Regions from separate parts of the Zea mays genome. Here regions 2 and 3 are each linked to region 1. The links are chromatin contacts, called in public Hi-C maps. All regions are on one chromosome and are shown on one strand. Each heading gives the region's core, a stretch centred on a gene start, on an enhancer-like site or on the middle of the called end of the contact. The rest is flanking DNA. Distances are from core to core; before and after follow the strand shown.

What was found. Hi-C and Micro-C count contacts between places; a contact is called where the count stands out from the background.
Region 2: a Hi-C map of leaf shows a contact between it and region 1, with 2.9 times the contacts expected there. The contact joins the enhancer-like site here to the promoter of LOC100273887 in region 1. A contact is called at or near these places in 5 of 25 Hi-C or Micro-C datasets (ear, leaf and tassel) and 1 of 3 datasets of contacts at active chromatin or transcription factors (leaf).
Region 3: a Hi-C map of tassel shows a contact between it and region 1, with 3 times the contacts expected there. The contact joins the promoter of LOC100193743 here to the promoter of LOC100273887 in region 1. A contact is called at or near these places in 3 of 25 Hi-C or Micro-C datasets (ear, leaf and tassel).

Annotation. Positions count from the first base shown.
Region 1 is chr1:218,412,312-218,416,195 of Zm-B73-REFERENCE-NAM-5.0, reverse strand. It overlaps LOC100273887, which reads right to left and starts at 2,630. Exons shown (of 3, transcript NM_001367343.1): 1 at 2,101-2,630; 2 at 1,417-1,926; 3 at 1-207. The coding sequence starts at 2,428.
Region 2 is chr1:218,129,047-218,132,748 of Zm-B73-REFERENCE-NAM-5.0, reverse strand. No RefSeq gene overlaps it. Among protein-coding and RNA genes, the nearest start is that of LOC100274073, 45 kb to the right of the region's middle. Within about 2 kb of position 1,863, at least 17 of the 20 cell types and tissues checked have an H3K27ac peak or open chromatin away from gene starts, as enhancers often do. A contact at or near this core is called in ear, leaf and tassel, where this site is marked.
Region 3 is chr1:217,941,797-217,945,550 of Zm-B73-REFERENCE-NAM-5.0, reverse strand. LOC100193743 (Malate dehydrogenase) reads left to right here and starts at 2,460. Exons shown (of 2, transcript NM_001138830.1): 1 at 2,460-2,849; 2 at 3,576-3,754. The coding sequence starts at 3,582.

The DNA of each region.
Region 1 (3,884 bases), core at 1,381-3,880:
AGGCGGCCGCGCCCCCGTTGTTGCCCAAGACGAAGGGCGGCTCGTGGTGGCCGGCCGCGGCCACGCCGACGCCGTCGATCCAGCCGCTTTGAACGGGCAGCTGCAGGAGCTGATGCGGCTCCCCGTACCGGGCGACGCCGGGCGCGTCCGACGACGGCGGCCAGGGAAGGCGCCTGCTGTCGGCGTGCGCCGCCGCGCTGCTGGGCCCTGTTTGGCATGGATCAGAAGACAAGCAGATTGGAAGGTCGCGTGAGAGAGAGAGACAGTGGTGTTACTAGCGACTGATTAATTGCATCTTGGAAGTTAGAGACCAGCAGGAAAGCGACGCCGCGATGGCACACAATCAAGAAACCAATAGTAATCAGCTGAGCAGGGAATTAAGAAGCAAACAGAACCCTCCAAGAAAAGAAAACGCACGCACAGCACAGCACAGCACACAGGAGATATGTTGTATGCGAGAACAGAAGGCACAGCACAGCAGCAGGTGAGCAACAAGGGGCAGGCAGGTAGCGCCCTCGCGCATTGATGGCGGGCATCGCCTTGGCACGTCATCTAAAGCCCCTCACTGCTGCTCTGCTCTGCTCACCTCTTGGCAGCGAGCGAGCGTGTGCGGCACTGTGCGACATGCAGTGCGCGCCACTGTGGCGCCGTGCTCAAAGTCCAAAGTCTTCCCGGCCGGCGCGGCCTGTGCGTGCCTGGTCTGGTCTCCGATGCCGACGAGATCTCGCCCGCAGGGCTTCCTATTTCAAGCAAAGGCATTTACGCCCGCCAGGGGCCGGTGGCGAGCAAGGCTGTGCGTGCCTGGCTACCCACGCTGCGGCGGGATCGGACGGGTCGGAGGCCGTGCTGCAGTGCACCGCCCGATCGAGGCCTCCATTGATTCGTCCCCGTGTCTCTCCCTATCATGGAATCACGGTTCATCGATGCTGTGCGCCTGCCTGCCTGCCTGAATGTACTGTGTGCCGAACCGTGCGGACTCCTCTCCTCGATCGATCGATCATCCTCCACCCTCTACAGTGCAAACGCAGCAGCCGCAACCGTACAGGTACAGCTAGCCCCTCCCCTCAGCCTCAGCCCTCAGGTAGATAGATAGGTCTCGTCACACGAACACTGTAAACAAAGCCCGGCTAGGTCACAGTAAAAATAAAAGAAAATCCATGATCCATCACTGGCGGCTAGGAGAACACTAGACCAGTCCCCGTCGCACTCGCTCATAGATGGGCTCCGCGAGCTTCTCGAGCTCGTCTGTTAGCCAGTGTTGCCGGCCGGACTCGGTGGGGGGCAACAATCAGCCGGGAGTTACTGTGCCAGCAGGGGCCCGCCTGTCATACATACATCATCCCATCCGTGGCGTGCGAGTGCGGTGTCGTGCTAGCAGGTAATGGCGGGCCGGGTAGGGATTGCCGGAGTGCTCACCAGGGAACAAGCAGAAGGGATGTATTTGCGTTGGCGGCGGCGGGTCCTCAGCCGAAGCGGCGCCTGGCGGGAACGGGAAGGTGCAGTATTGGTGGCGGATGCCGAAGCCGTAGGGGTCCGCGGCGAAGCTGTAGGCGGCGTCGTGGGCGTGGGCCGCCGCGGCGGCGGCCAGCAGGTGGTGGTGCTGGCCGACGGCGACGTCTCCCGCGCCCGCGCCCGGCGGCATTGCGACCGCGGCGGAGGCTGCCTCGAGCTTCCGCTGGACTGCCTGGTTGAGCTTGCGGCGGCGGTAGGCCGTGGACTGCTCGCGGTACTTGCGCGCCATGATGACGTGCCAGTGGTTCTTCACGGCGTTGTCCGTGCGGCCGGGGAAGAGGCGCGCGATCATGGCCCACTTGTTGCCGTAGAAGCGGTGCGCAGCCATCAGGCGCTCCTCCTCCTCGTCGCTGAAGGGGCGCTTGCTGATCCGGGGGTCTAGCTGGTTGAACCAGCGGAGGCGGCAGCTCTTCCCTGCGCAGCAAGCATTGCAGTAATAGGCCATGCGGAGCTAAACCTTGTTGTTGTTAAAATGTATGTATACAGTGTCTTTGTATGGGGATGGATGATCGGTGCAGCTGAGCCTGAGGCTGAGGTCAGTCAGATGAGATTACCACAATGCAAGATGATGATGATGGACGCGCGTACCGGATCTGCCGTCCAGCTTCTCGGCGATGAGGTTCCAGTTCTGGGGCCCGTACAGCGCGACGAGCTCACGGAGCTTGGCGTCCTCCGCTGGGCGCCAGTGGCCGCGCGCCGCGAGCCGGGACTGGCCGCTGCTGCTGCTCTCCTGGAGGTCGGCGGCATTGCCGCCGGCGGCAGCGGTGGCGGCCGTGTCCATGGTGGTGGTACCGGCCGTGAGCACGCGGCCTCCGCCCTTGGATGAGCACGAGGACGAGGCGGCGGCCTGGTCGGCCGCGGCAGCCGCTGGCGACACTCGCAGCAGCCATGTCGGGGCCGGCGACGAGCACGGCATCGTCGTCAGTTGCCGCGGGAGAGACGGAGACGAGTTGAGGATGTGCGCGCGAGCGGGACGAGCGACACTGCTCCCGTTTCTTCCGCAGCAGAAAACCGCACGGCTGGAGGTAGAGGAAGAGGCCAGAGCTACTCCTACACGCTACAGGGAGGCAGGCATCTCACTCTCCCCCACGCACGCACGCACCCTCTCATTCCCGTCAGATGGACGGATCGCTCGGGCGCACGCACTCCCCTGTCTAAAAACCGCAGGAGGAGGGGGAGGGGAGGGGAGGGCCGGGCGTAGTCCGGAGTCCGGAACGCGTGTGTGCTTTTCACTGTTGGATAGGCTAGCTGCTCCTCCTGGTGCTGGGCAGTGCGGGCGGGAATGGGGAGGGATCGTCTGTGCTGGCTCGCGGGACGCCGCGCCGGTGGTGGCTGCTGCTCCGGGTCGGGGATTGCAGGGCACGGGCACGGGCACGGGCACGGGAGGGGGATAGCTACCAAGGGTGTTGTTTGCAAGTACATACAGCTTGCTTGCTTGCTTGCTTTGGATCTCAATCAGTTTGCAAAAGAAAAGAAAGTTACTACTCTATTAACACATGTGTACTGCATATGGCAAAAGCTTTTTGAAAAGGCGAAGTGCAAGGCACGGAACTGGGAAAGAAGGGGTGAAAAATAGTCGTAGAGAGAGAGAGAGAGCACACTGGCGGGAGTTATTTTACTAGGGTTCGCGCGGTAAAAACTGGAGGCGGAGGAGGGGTAATTAAGGTAAGGGCGCAGAAGATCTTACTGCACGCAAGGCTTGTCACTGTCCCAGCTGTCTACTACTACCACCACACCGCCCGCTGCCATCTCTCATGGCTTTCACCGAGTTTAACAAAGCATCGGGCGTCCCCACCGCACGTGTAGATGTCATCTCACCACATGTGTGGCTTGCAAGGACGACGCACGGCCAGAGAGAGATAGAGAGAGAGAAGGTTAGCACTGTAGCCCGCCTGCCTGATCGTCGATCTACTACTACTTGCTACTGGTCTCTTTCTCTTTCTTCTCTCTCTCCCCCTCCCCATTCAGTTTTCACTCTCAACAGTGGATCGGTACGTCCGAGCGTACGTACGTGTACATGCGCCCAACAGTTTGAAGCGCGTGTACACACACACGGACGCTTTTCCTCGCGAATCGCGATGGAAATCTGGACGGGAATGGGAACCGGCTATTAATTACGGCATCCAATCATCAGCGGTAACAGAAACTGTGCTCTTTGCACGACGACTGGCCGGTGAATAATGTGTACTCTGAGGGCCAAGTAGACCTGTGCAGAGTTCAGTGGCTGCTTAGTCAAGTAGTAATGCATAGACAATATACTACTCTGCAACGCTTGACTGGCCATATAAAACGACCAGCTCAGGGAGGCTGCTGGGCCTTATTAAACACACACGCACGCACGCACAAACACACACCACCTTTCTCTTGACCGG
Region 2 (3,702 bases), core at 614-3,113, 280 kb after region 1:
CTCATGCTAACATACAGAAGATCTAGTTCCTTGCAAATAGTTGGTTATGCAGATGCTGACTGGGGAGGTTGTAGAGATACACTGAAGTCCATTTTAGGATATGTATTTACACTATTTACACTTTCTAGGGGGCTATTTCTTGGAAGAGTTGCAAACATACAACGAGAGAATTGTCAACAATGCATGTTGAGTTTGTAGCTACGTATGAGGCAACTGGACAGGCAATATGGATGAAGAAATTCATACTCGGATTAATAGTGGTTGATAGCATAGAAATACCACTAAGAATTTACTGCGATAATGAGCCAGCGGTATTTTTCTCCTATAACAATAAATCAAGTGGCGCTGCCAAATATATTGACATTAAGTCTTATATTATTAGGGAGAAGATTTAGGATCAAACCATTGAAGTTGAGCATATTAGAACCCAGCAGATGCTAGCGAATCCGCTCACAAAAGGCCTCTACCTAGCGTGTTTACACAACACATAGCCGACATGGGTTTAAGGGAGTGTCTATGATCTTAAATCATAGGGGCTATAAATTGAAACCTAGTAAAGTACCTTTTCATTATGAAGCAGGGGAGCATGTTGTAGTCAATGAGTACAACGATACTTAATCGGTCGTTGTCACGCATCGGTCTCTATGTGTAAGGTATGTCGAGAACAAAGGAGAGATTGTTAGGGTGTGTCCTCTACATGAGCCAGATAACAGGAACCAGGGTAGAGTTAATCCTAACCGTCTATCTGCACCCTTGATCGGGGGCTATCCTAACCGTTGGTTGCAGCCCCGGCCACACGACACCATATATATAGATTAAGGGGCCATCGAGCTTAGATAACACTAATCGCTCGACCACAAACCCTAATCGACATCCACACAGGTCCCCATCACCTAGGCGTGCGTAGTGACAGGAAGAGTTGTGATCTATGGTGTCGAGCTCCGTGATCACCCCAACGGGCATGGGATCCGAGCCGCATGCAGGTGCTCTTGGAAGAGGATATCCACCGCCGACTGGCGACGGCGAACCCAAACCTCGCCAGAACACGCAGGAAGGTGGTGGAGCAGGAGGAGGCGGGTCTACGATGCAAGACACCACTGCCATGGCTGCTACCATGAACAACAACAACGAAGGTATGTCTACCTACACAACTCAGTAGAATAGATCTACTCATCATCGAGGTTTTTTCAAGTACAGATTGGTATTTTAGGGGCTTAGAAATTGATCTTAGACACCACAAAATCTAACATGCAGATGTCATGACTGACGGTGGACAGACTGAAGCAATGGTACTGTGAAAACGACTGTAATCTTGACAGGAGTCCGACAAATAGTATTTCGCTTTAAGGGCTAGTTTGAGAACCCCATTTTTTTTAGGGATTTCTATTTTCTTAAGAAAAATTAAAAAAATAAAAATCCCTTGATAAAATAGAGTTCTTAAACTAGTCATAAGAGTTTTTTTTTTTTTGCTGTAACTAGTGATACTGTTTGTGTGGCCGGCCCGTAGGGCGGATATAAAACCTTGTCACGAATTTCTATGGAGATTATCGAATAACGGAATATCGAATGAACCAAATAGACTTACCGTGTCTGGTGTCTCGTCGGAGATGAAGCCTTGGCGACCTCAACGTCGCGGCGGAGTTCGACGTGGCCAAGGGGCATTACAGGGACATAGGATAGGATAGGACAGAACAGGACAGGAGGCGCGTGGAGGAGGGCGAGCTCGGGAGCCGGGCGACTCGGCGGCGGCGGCGGCGCCTGAGACGAGCCGGCAAGCACGGTCGAAGGCATAGCATAGGTGGGCTTGAAGCGAGCGCCAGAGGCCACGTGACCCTGGGCGAGGGCTGGAGGAGGCAGAGCTGGGAGGCGGCGGCGGCGGCAAGTGAAACAAACCCTACGGTGCTCAGCCTGCCAAAAGCCCAATTTTCATCTGCCCAGAAACATGAAAAGGGGGCCCATAACGTGAACGCCCCCGTTAAACGGAGAAAACTGCATTTATAAACGTGTTGGGTGCATTTTCCGTTCACAGCGTTGTACTTCTATGCTAACCTGTATAACTAACATTACAAACAGGTAGTTCGACCTAGCACAGCACAAAAGGCCGCGGAAAACTTTGATGAAGAGAAATGATCTTTCTACGTTACATTCTTAGGTATACTAATTGCACATCTCCTCATCTTTCCCCCGTACAATTATTACAGAATAAAAGTCACATTCATATCAAACAACTTCAAATTTTCAAGATACGCATCAATCTGCAGTGGTTTCCGATGGAGAGCCAAGATACTAAAGAGGCAACATCCCCGTCTCCACTCAAGACAAAGATCAAACTACCTGCGAAACAGTTAGAGCACTGCCTGCATAACATATGCCTATGCTTTCCTCTTTAGCTTTCGCACTGCTATATGTATAAATCTGTATATATATTACTCTAAACCGCTTTCCAGTCCATAATCTCTACCAACTATTAAGTTAGTAAGGGGTAGGTTGCTCATTCCCTGTTCTGTCATTCCCTACCATTCACGTTCTTCCATTCCCATTCCTGGTTCGGTTCTATCATTCCCATCGCGCAGGTGGAAACCGCTCCCCTATCACCACCCGAGCCCATCTCCTTGCACACGCCGCCGCCCCATCCTGGTCTCATTGGTGAGATCCTCTCCCTCCACCTCGGCTTCGCGCGTGTCGCCACCCCCATCCCCTCACGAGCCGCCCCACCATCTCGGTCCTCGTCGGCGATATCCTCTCCCTCCACCTCGGCTCTGCGCCGCCGCCGGCTCTTGCTCTTGCCTCCCTCCATTCCCCTGAAACGCAAAGCGGAGTCCAGATTGCAGTTCCTTCGACCCATTCGGCCGTCACATCAGCCCCACGCCACGCCACCAGCCGTCGCACGACAGGACCCAGATGCCAAAGAAGATGTGCGTGAACTCCAAGGCAGAGGCGGCCTGTGAGCGCCACTCCACCGCGGAGGTCGACTGGCGCGACCGCCGAGAGCGCGTCGTGGAGGAGCAGTACTGGGCCGCCTCCCCGCCTTCCTTGCTGCTGTATGCCCAGATTTCTCCTCTTCCACTACCGACCCGAGCCATCCCATCCGCCCCGCATCCTTGCATCGGACCTCATAAGTTTGAACCAACAATCAGCTGCGGGGGCCACCACCTCCTGAGGTCATACTCCTACGCTGTAGCCTGTGTAGCGGCCTCGTTCTGCTCAGGTGTGACGCCACGGTGGGAGGCCAAGCTGTGGCTGGCGGTTATTTAGGTGCTAGATCCACGGTGGCGGCTATGGACAAGAGCATTTGTATTTGGATCTGATGATTGAGTCACAAGTGCAAGATACATGTGTTATGCCTACAAACTAGGAGGTAAACGTAAAGCACTGGTGCTTCCATTTTCTGTTGTTGTAGTATAATACAGTTCACATGCGCGATCATTTCCATTGTTTTTTAATAGTATTCAGCCCAGCAATGAGTAGGAAATGGTGTGCTTCGTTGCAACTTATTTTTTATTGTACAATTTTGATGGCTCTATGCTAATTATTGTTGTTTGTGATATTCTTTTTCATAATGAACTGTAAACCACGTGATGTACTTAAACTATGGAAATGTCAAATTGAGCAACCAAAGCTTAATCAGGATGACCCTTCCATTATCATTTTTGACAAATCAGATAAAGAAAAGAATAGGATTATTGCAGTTTCTTTCTTATT
Region 3 (3,754 bases), core at 1,211-3,710, 470 kb after region 1:
AATCTTTTTAGCTCTGATTCGATCCGTTCCAATTGCATTAGATTCATAATAATATTGTCCAAACAGTATAGTACTAATTTACATCATATTCCCCACTTTTATAATTGGATAATAATTTAACCTATGTTTAAATAGATTAATCATTTTAATTAAAAAAACTAAGTATGGTATTTTAACTTGGTTTTGATTCAATAGTAACTTAGATTATGGTGGGACTATTTATTTCTAATAAATATCTCCCCATAGGAATAACATTAATTGACAAAGAATATGTATATTACCAGTATTTAGCCTCACAAAACTTGGGAAAATCATATCTTCATAACTCCGAATTTAGTGGTTCTTGAGCCCACGATCTCGTAGCATCACGTAGAATATTATTATACAGTATGTTCTTATATTTGGTGTAATGTTAATTTTGCGTATACCATGTTTGTTTGTATTGTTACGATTAGCAGCGAGGTCACGAGAATCTGAAGATCATCCTGGTACCTGGAATCTCGAGTCTCAGGCAAGTTGTGCCCTTTATCACTTTTCTTTACCCAATAATGTTTCTCTTAATCACTTTGACATGCTCAGGTTAATTTGACGGGACCTAATAGGTTTCCCTAGACTTGTTTATCCCACACCTTGTTTACCACTAAACTTTTGGGTAGTTTTGCTATTGCTCTACCTGATTTTGGGATTAATATTACATTATGACCATGTTCCAGTTATACTATTGTTTTAATTATTGTTCATGACAAGATCATTGTGATAATTGGAATATGGAGCTTAACTTGAGATATCCGTGCCACTACAAGGGTGGAATGGGACGCCCTTGGCTGACTAATTAGGAGAGCTAGTGGAGGACTACCTTACCCAAAAGGGGCAAGGGCAGTAGGGGAGTTGTCGGTATAGGGAGGTTCTCGGGTCGATCATGCTGTGATGGCTTTTCGGATGAGGGATTCCTATCTTGCGCTCCATAGAAACTGTAGCGGGTTTTCTGAAGCTAGTGGAACTTTGTAAAGGCCTCGTAGTTGATCCCTAGCCATTCACCTCAGAAGTGTCTAAGGGTCCAGCTAACCCTAGCTGACGGGATACACGACTTGTAGGTAAAGGGCGCAACCTCTGCAGAGTGTAAAACTGGTATGTCAGCCGTGCTCACGAGTCACGGTCATGAACAGCTCAGGACTCTCGCATGATTAATTTATGGAACTAAACTTAATCTATCATATGTATTGCATCGCGGGTGTTATTATTAATTTTGATCTCTTACTTAATTGGGTTAGTATCTACTTATACTTAGTAACTGCTAATAAAATTTTGACTAACTTTAAAAGCAATGCTCAGCTTTAACCATATCCTTTTGTAAGCCTTATACTTCACATGAGCTCCCACCTTTGGTGACTTCATGCACATTATTCTCCACAACATGTTGAGTAATCAATGTATGTGAGCTCACCCTTATTGTACTCACATCCCCCAGGTCAAGGACAGGTACCACAGGATGAGGTGCGTGAAGGATACTGTGATGAGTACGTGAGTGGTCTAGACCGTCGTCTCCCAATCAACTATGGTTGCTGGATCGATGTCTTCGTATGATGTAAATATTTATTTTGTATAGAACTCCTATTATATAGTAAAGATGTGACATTTGTTTTTGTATCATGAGTCATCATACGTGTAAGACTTGATCATAGCACACTTAGTAATTATTTCGTGCCTAGTTTTTGGACCCTAAAATCCGGTGTGACAAATTTCTATAAACGCGACGTTCGTTTTGTATTTATAGTACCTCGCCATAGAATCGTTTTGCATGCATTCACTGTCTACTGTTTTGTTATTATTAATTTGACATTAAATTCTAATCTTTGTTTGGAAACACGGGCTTCATCAAATTCTATATATTTTCTCAGGGAAAAAAACTACTTGATCAAGGTCCTAACTGACCCATAGCGACTGTTTAAAACGTACAAGTATACGATCGATGAATAATAACGGTCGTAGTTCCATCATTCTCTCTCTCGATTACAACCGCGCTCAAACACAAATTATTCGAGAGAAACATGTCCAGTCCAGATGCAACTAGATTATGCCTGGACGGCTGGGCCAGGCCCACTCAGCCACATTGCTTCGTCGGATGGAATGAAGCCCGAGGCCCAGCCATCCCCTCCTCCTTCCCAGGCCGCTCGCAGAGTCGCAGTCGCACACGGAGAGACGTGGCAACAAAGAGGTCGACGAACGAGACAGAGAGCCGTTCCTCTCACCGCGCCGACCCCGACCAGCTCGCGAGCCTGGGGAAAGAAAAACGTGTCCAAAAACAACGGCGTTCCCCTGCGTGCGTTCCACCGTTACACGGCGCCTCCACGTCGCGTCGCGGGATATTCCCGAATCCCGTCGGCTCCTCGCCTGCCGCCGTGCCGCGGGCGCGCCTCACCTACTCCCCGGTCCAAACACCCGGCGCACCAGGGCCGCCACTCGCACAGCCGCAACTTCCCAAAAACAATCTAGGCGCTCGCGTCCGTACCCCCATAGACCGGGTCCACGCGCGCACGGGCGGGCGGGAATCCCCCTCCGTTGTTTCCTAGGCCGCACCGCAGTCGCCCTCGCCGCCTCCGTCTCCGTCGGTTCGTCGGGCGCAATAGAAAAACTACCGAACGCGCCGCCGCTCCTGCCCCGTATCTATACCACCGAAGGCGAGGAAGGGGGGCCAAGGACGAGCGCTTTTTCGTGCCCGCTGGCCATTGCCGCTGCTCACGAGCCTCCCGCCCCGCGCTGCCCTGCCCTCTGCGGCTCTGCCCCAACGAGCCCCAGGAGAGCCAGGTAAAGGAGCCGTCAAAAGCCCCCGCCGAGGAGAGCACGCAAGGGTAAGCCCACCTACCAACGAAGCCCCATCTCTTCGCCTTGCCCTTCTCCTTCGATTAGATTGGATCCCGGCCGCCGTCGCTGCAGGTGGGATCTGCTTTTTTTTTTCTTCTTCCTCTTCGCCGCTCCTTCCCTCGGGCCGTGTGTAGATCTGCACGTTCCCTGGCTTCTGCTCGGTTTCATGCCTTCATTCATCTCCGTCGAATTCCCAGTAGATACTACGTTCCATACTCTGTACGGTTATCGGATTATGCAGGCAATTTGATCTAGCTGGGTAGGTCGATAGGTTAGTTATGGCAAATAGGAATGTTGGCCTCATTTTCTCAAGAGTTGGCAAGTCAGGCAATAGACCTACGCCTGCTCTGAGTTCTGTCCATATATACTCCATGAATGAACTCAGCAATTCTGTTGAACGATTCGCGTTGTTATATACTGCGTGCCAGACCGACTCACGAACATTTTTTTCATATATTAATGCACTGTTACTCAAGGTCGTGATGGATCTGATATTCCGACTCCCAGTATTCGTGCGTGTCCCTAGTTAATCTATTGATGCTTGGAAGAAAGCTCTTTTTAACTCCTGTTCTATATCGATCACCTGGTGGTGATACATGTTTCATTCTTGGTTATTACTGCTTCTAAATCCGATTCTTTAAGCTACCGCTCTGTCTATAATCTGTTACCTCACCTGAGTATCGTACCTGATGGTTTTTTTTTTTTGGCTGCAGTCAGACATGGCGTCAACCGTTACCTTCAGCCTAATTAGCACCCAAGCTGGGTTGATCCATAAGCCAAGGAACCTTGGAGCCACAAGCTACGCTGGCTTAAAGGTGCCGAGCTTTGGCTCTGAATCATCATTCTTGGGTAGGAACGCATCCCTTCGGGCGGCTGTTACTACAAGGATTGT